Linked DNA regions of Hordeum vulgare: region 2 is linked to region 1. Evidence: chromatin contacts called from public HiChIP or PLAC-seq data. All regions are on one chromosome and are shown on one strand. Each heading gives the region's core, a stretch centred on a gene start, on an enhancer-like site or on the middle of the called end of the contact. The rest is flanking DNA. Distances are from core to core; before and after follow the strand shown. Region 1 holds the start of LOC123406116 (cycloartenol synthase). Region 2 holds the start of LOC123403341.

Evidence for each region. HiChIP or PLAC-seq counts read pairs in DNA pulled down with a chosen protein or histone mark.
Region 2: an H3K4me3 HiChIP or PLAC-seq map of embryo shows a contact between it and region 1, with 6 times the contacts expected there. The contact joins the promoter of LOC123403341 here to the promoter of LOC123406116 in region 1. A contact is called at or near these places in 2 of 6 Hi-C or Micro-C datasets (leaf and seedling) and 1 of 1 datasets of contacts at active chromatin or transcription factors (embryo).

Annotation. Positions count from the first base shown.
Region 1 is chr6H:53,152,453-53,155,313 of MorexV3_pseudomolecules_assembly, forward strand. LOC123406116 (cycloartenol synthase) reads right to left here and starts at 1,506. Exons shown (of 18, transcript XM_045099602.1): 1 at 989-1,506. The coding sequence starts at 1,189.
Region 2 is chr6H:53,525,076-53,527,936 of MorexV3_pseudomolecules_assembly, forward strand. LOC123403341 reads right to left here and starts at 1,442. Exons shown (of 3, transcript XM_045097284.1): 1 at 98-1,442. The coding sequence starts at 1,405.

The DNA of each region.
Region 1 (2,861 bases), core at 256-2,755:
AAGAATTGGTCTGCCATGTTGCTAAATAGTAGTGTTAGAGCACTATAAATTGCGCTTCTGGTCTTCACTCTTAACCCAGTCCCGAAAAGTATTGACCATCTCTGTGGTATGGTAAGGTAATTGGGTTAAAGACCTTCTAACCTGAAGGTAAGGGAATTGAGATAACAGCAATACTGTGTCCTTGCTTTCACGCACCCAACACAAGCATGTTATCAATCAATATCATAGACCTTCTGACCCCAAATGCTGCTATAAATATCGATAGCTACGGTTCAGCTGAATATTGAATTGCTTAAATCGAGGCTGCTACAGGATACAATCTCCTCGCTTGCTCTTTGGGTTGCTTGATAAAAACACAGCTGTAATACAGTTGGAACATGGTTTCTATTAATGGAAAGAAAGGAACTGCAGGCTTGGTGCCTCTCGTTCACAGAACCAAGTACCCACCGTCAGCTAGCACTTGCCGATCGCGTGCACTGTATGTGCTTCTGTGGTGGTGGGCATTAATTCATAGCTGAAGTAGGAGTCGGCCCATCCAGAGCGCAGCGCTCGCGTGTCGGATATATTCATAGTATGTAGGCAAGATCGGATCTCAGCATACTCGCTGCGCATTAAAACGTTTGCCGAGTGGTGTAGGGGAGGCTTGGCAGTGGTAGTATGGTGCTGCACCCAATCTTCCTTGCCATAGAAAGGTTGCTGCATATATACTGTACTCCCGCAGCGCATTAAAATCGTTTTGAAGGGTATGGCGGCTCGCTGGCAGCTACCTTCTGGCGCGGCTGCCGGCTCGCTGCTGCCTTGATTGAGCAGTACGCGATGACTAGTCGTCCGAGGTCGCGGGCGGACTCATCCAGTTGGGAAAAAATGTACAGTAGTGGCTACGGTAGGAAAAAAAACTGTGGGCCGTCACGGAGCCACCCGGAATTCGAAATCGTGGCATGCAGGGCAGGCGCAGCGGCGACCGAGGGGAGAGGGGCGGGAGGGCTACCTGGATGCGCATGGGGAGGTCGGCGCTGTGCTTGAGGCGGTGGCGGCGCGCGGCGAACTCCCGGCGCGCGGCGTCGACGGCGGCGAGGGCGTCGGGGTCGTCGGCGGCGGCGTCGAACTCCCAGACCTGGCGACCGACGTGCGCGTTCTTGGTGCGCAGCCACGGGTCGGCCCCGCCCTCCGCGATCTTCAGCCGCCACATCCCTTCCTCCGGCGACGAACCGAACGGCGCCACGCAACCGCCGCCGGCAGGGCACTAGCGGCAGGGGGCGAGGGCGGAGCGGGCAATGGGCGAGATCTGCCGCCCCGATCCGGCGAGGAATTAGTTAATGGGGCTTCGGATCGCGCGGGGCGGGGCGGGAGTGGGGTTTGGAGCTGGACGGGAGCGAGCGCGCGGTGCGGCGATGTGGCGTGGCGTGGCGTGGCCTTTTTGGCTCGGCGCCTGCGGCCGCCTCTGACCCGCTCGTGGAGGTGGAGGTGGAGGGGAGAGGGGGTTGGGGTTTTGTGGGCAGGTGGCGGAGCGTGATAGGTGTCAGCGTCCTCGTAGCACCGTGATGCCGTACGATCTGATCCCCGTCGACGACGTCCAGCTCATCGTCCAACCAGCACCACTAGTCTCTCTCTCTCTCTCCCTCCTTTTCATTTCTTGTACAGTATGCGGGAACTCATAACTGCCCATCCCTCGCTGGCAAAATTTCGTCTGAATCAGGATCTCCGAGGGTAGGTTGAATGGCAGCAACTGACGGCTCAAGACTCGCGTGATGAATCCCGTATCGTCATATGGCGACAGGATGTAAGACCATACCGTCAACGGTCTCCACTAATAGGGTGGTTGATCGTGTGTGGGCATGTTCTATAACCTGGAATCGTCAAAAATTACGGTATGGTTACCCGTCCTACCGCTAGGTTCTTTGACAGTAGAGTGTGTTTGCAGTGCAATTTTTACACACATTTTGTATGTTTTTTATATAAATTTTGTGATAACAATAGGGAAACGATTTGCTCAACCGGTTGATCTTCACGCGAGCATCCGTCGACTCTTTTGCTCGACACGTGGTCGAGGACAGGGCCTCGTAAACAGCTTATATCCCTTTCTGCCTCATCTTTCCAAGGAAGCACATGAGCCACATGTTTTCTTCCTTCCTAGGCTCATGCATTTGTTTCTGCAACATTACCTTTGTTGCAAACGGCAATAGCGAACAACGGCGGTGCTGCTATGATATTGGTCGGCAATGGCGGTGACATTTCTGGAGCATCATCTTCATTGTAAAAATTTCCGCAACATCACTTACGTTACAAAAGTTTCTTCCGAAACAATACCTATGTTGTCAAAAGACGAAGATTTTTTATGCAACCTGGCCTATGTTGCAAAAGTTTTCTGTAACATGACCTTTGTTGCAAAAGTTTCTTCCGCAATAGTATCTATGTTGCAAAAATACGAAGAATCTTTTTGCAACCAGACCTGTATATGTTGCAAAAGTTTTCTATAACATGACCTTTGTTGCAAAAAATTCTTACGCAATAGTACTATGTTGCAAAAAGATGAAGAAAAAAAATCAACCTGACCTATGCTGCAAAAGTTTTTTGCAACATGACCTTTGTTGCAAAGATTTTTTGCGACATGACCTATGATGCAAATGTTTCTGCAACATTAACTCTGTTGCAAAAGTTAAAAACGCCGCTCAGCCTCTCGATGACACAGGATCTGACAGCTTGCAATCTGGGTGATCTTTTAAAAAGATCAGTCGGTGGACGCGTAACATCCCCCATAACAATATTATAGCCTTAAAAACAAAAATATGAAAATCTCACACAATATAACATGTATCAGACCTTGACATGAATAATAACTCAACTCATAAACATATCACGCA
Region 2 (2,861 bases), core at 192-2,691, 370 kb after region 1:
ACTTTACACGGTCCTTGAAAATTGCATATAATCCAGGTTTCAGACGTAGAAAGAAACTATACCAGCAGCATTTTCACATGCATGCATATGGGCTCACCTTATCATGCACTCCTACCAAAGAAGGAGGCCACTCCATGATGTAGGGATGGAGCTGCTTGTGATCATATTCACAGATCTTTTTCAGCTCCGCTGTCTCGAGACAAAAGGATAGGAGCAGCTGAGGAACTTCAGTATAGCCGTCATACGCGGTACGCAGGTACACTATTCCATCTGTAACGTCCATAACATGCACGACGACATAAGCATCGTCTTCAACCTCGGTGAGCTGATTGATCTTTTCCAGTTTGAACGTCTGGTCCAGCTTCCACCTCTCAACACCGTCGTATTCATCGGGTCTCCAGAAAAAAACCAGGAGCTCGCAGCCACCCCACGGGTCAGGGGAGACGATGCAGGGCCTGCCATCCTTGGCATTACCAAGCACGAAATCACACTCACGGTTGCTGCCTTCTTCGACCCCCAAGAGCGGCGGCAGGTCCATCCTGGAGAAGTGCATCGTGGCGGTGTTGAGCACGGTGATGTAGGGCGTCCCTGGGTGTGTCCAGTAGAGGGACCCGTTCACCATTTTACCGGTGGCTCCCGCTGCTCCCGGGATCAAAGCCTCGGGGAAAATCTGCCAATCGATCTCGGTGCTGCCTGGCGAGATGACGCCGACGGAGGCGTACAGGAAGCCGCAGTCGAAGCAGACCACACGGGGCGGCGAGCCGGGGTCCTCTTCCGAGGAGGAGGAGATTATGTGGAACTGAAAGGTCAGGGAGCTTTTGAAGATGCCCGGCGGCGAGGGGAAGAGATGCAGCGCCCGCGTGAGAGGGTTGTAGGCGGCGATCTGCCTGGCCCGCCGGTTGAAGAGGACGACGTAGCCGTCGCTGCATCGCTCGATCTCCCACACCGGGGAGGGATCCTCCTCCTCCTCCTCTTCTTCGTCGTCGTTGTCCTCCTCGTCGTTGTCCTCCTCGTCTTCGTCTTGGTCGACGCAGCAGTCTTCATGGTCGTCGTCTGGGTCCGGGAGGCCGTTGAGCCCGAAATCGCCGCCGCGGACGGCGGCGGCGAAGTCCCGGTCGGAGCGGCGGTGGCGGGCGTCGAAGGAAGGGACGCCGGGCTCCCATTTGTGGACGAGGGGCTGGATGAAGAGGCCGACGAAGGGAGACGGGTGGAGATCCCGGAAGCGGCGGCGGAAGGCGGGGGACGAGCGGACGGCGCCAAGGAAGGAGCGGCACGCGAGGGCGGCGCGGACGAGGGTTGGGAGGGCCGGGAGGTGGAGGAAGACCTCGCGGAGGAGGTCGTCGTCGAGATCATGTATGGTGGTGGGACGTCTCGCCGGCGGCGGAGGCGGCGACGGCTGTGCCATCGCTCGAGGGAGACCTAGCGAGTAGTCGGGGAGGCGAATGGGTTGGTCTCGTGTCGTCTCAACTCCGAAGAAACGAACTTTATCCGTCAGAGGGTACGACCCAGGTCCGTAGGGAAGGCTGAGTGGGCCGGCTGACCAAGGCTACAGTTCTGTCCATTTTCCACTACCTGGACCAGCCCAGTTCGAGGTAGTTTGTGTTTATTTTTTAGGATTTTGGTTCACATCTTTACCTAATCTTTACCTAATAATAAAGAGGCTATTGCTTCCGTCGGAAAACCCACTGCTGTCGTTTTTTTAAAAAACCACTGTCTTTTAGGTAATTAAACCCGCAGTACCTTTTTATGTGTTACGAACAGGAAAACGTTTAATTTTTGCAGAGAGCCCCCTATGGCATTGGATAAGAGAAACGCATCTCGGCTGACAAAAAACGCACGAGAGGAATATCGGTTCTGCCCTCATAATCCCACATCGATTCTTCACATATAATTTCATCACTTTATATACATGCGCCTTGGTGATTTTACAAGAGGCAACGGAAATCAACAGAGGAACAAATTCGAGAAGAAGAAATTGGAATGACACGAACAGAGGTGGAGCCGCGAGACAGAGGGGGTTAGGGGCGAAGGAAAGGGGTTGGCACCGGCGATGCATAGGTGGAGGTGGGGGCGTCGGGGTTAGAGGATTCAGGCAACTGGCGGGGTAAGGCTTGCCGGAGACGCAAGAAGCACCATGGGGGCGGAAGAGAAAAGAGAGGAGACCGGGGGTAGGAGTACCGGCTGGCGCTCGGGCACTGGAGCTGGCCCCGTCGCCCCCAGTCTCCAGCAACCCTCCACAATGGCCCCCTAGGCTGACCTCGCAGACGCACACCATGGGAGGCGGTCACGAGGTGCAGAGGTGGGAGGCGGTGGAGGAGCAGAGGAGGAGGGAAGTGTGGGCGCCATTGGAAGGGGTAGTCGGGGAGATTGGGGATCCACTGGGGCTCTCTCCCCTAGCGGCACGGGGTGGAGGAGAGGAGGGGGGCTGGGGATCGGGCTAGGTTAGGGGATTTAGGAATGGGTAAGGCTGGGCCTTGACAGGCCTAATGGGTTGTGCACTACTACTCTCTCTCTTTCCTTTAATTTCTTTCTCTAAATTCTTTAATTAAAAATGTGTGGTATTATTTTTTCCCGTTGCAACGCACGGGTCCTTTTGCTATAATAATAAAGAGGCTATTGCTTCCGTCGGAAAACCCACCACGGCATTTTTATAAAAAAGCCCCTGTAATTTTTGTTATTCAACCCGCACTCCATCATTTATCTGCAACGCAAAAGGAAAAAAACGATTCGCTAAAAAATTATACGCGTACGCATCGCCTCCTCCCGTCGACCCTCGGCCACCCTGGCCTGTGCCCAGGCCGCCACCACACCACTCGCCGCCACGGCCGACCTCAACCGCCACCGCTGCCGATCTCAACCCA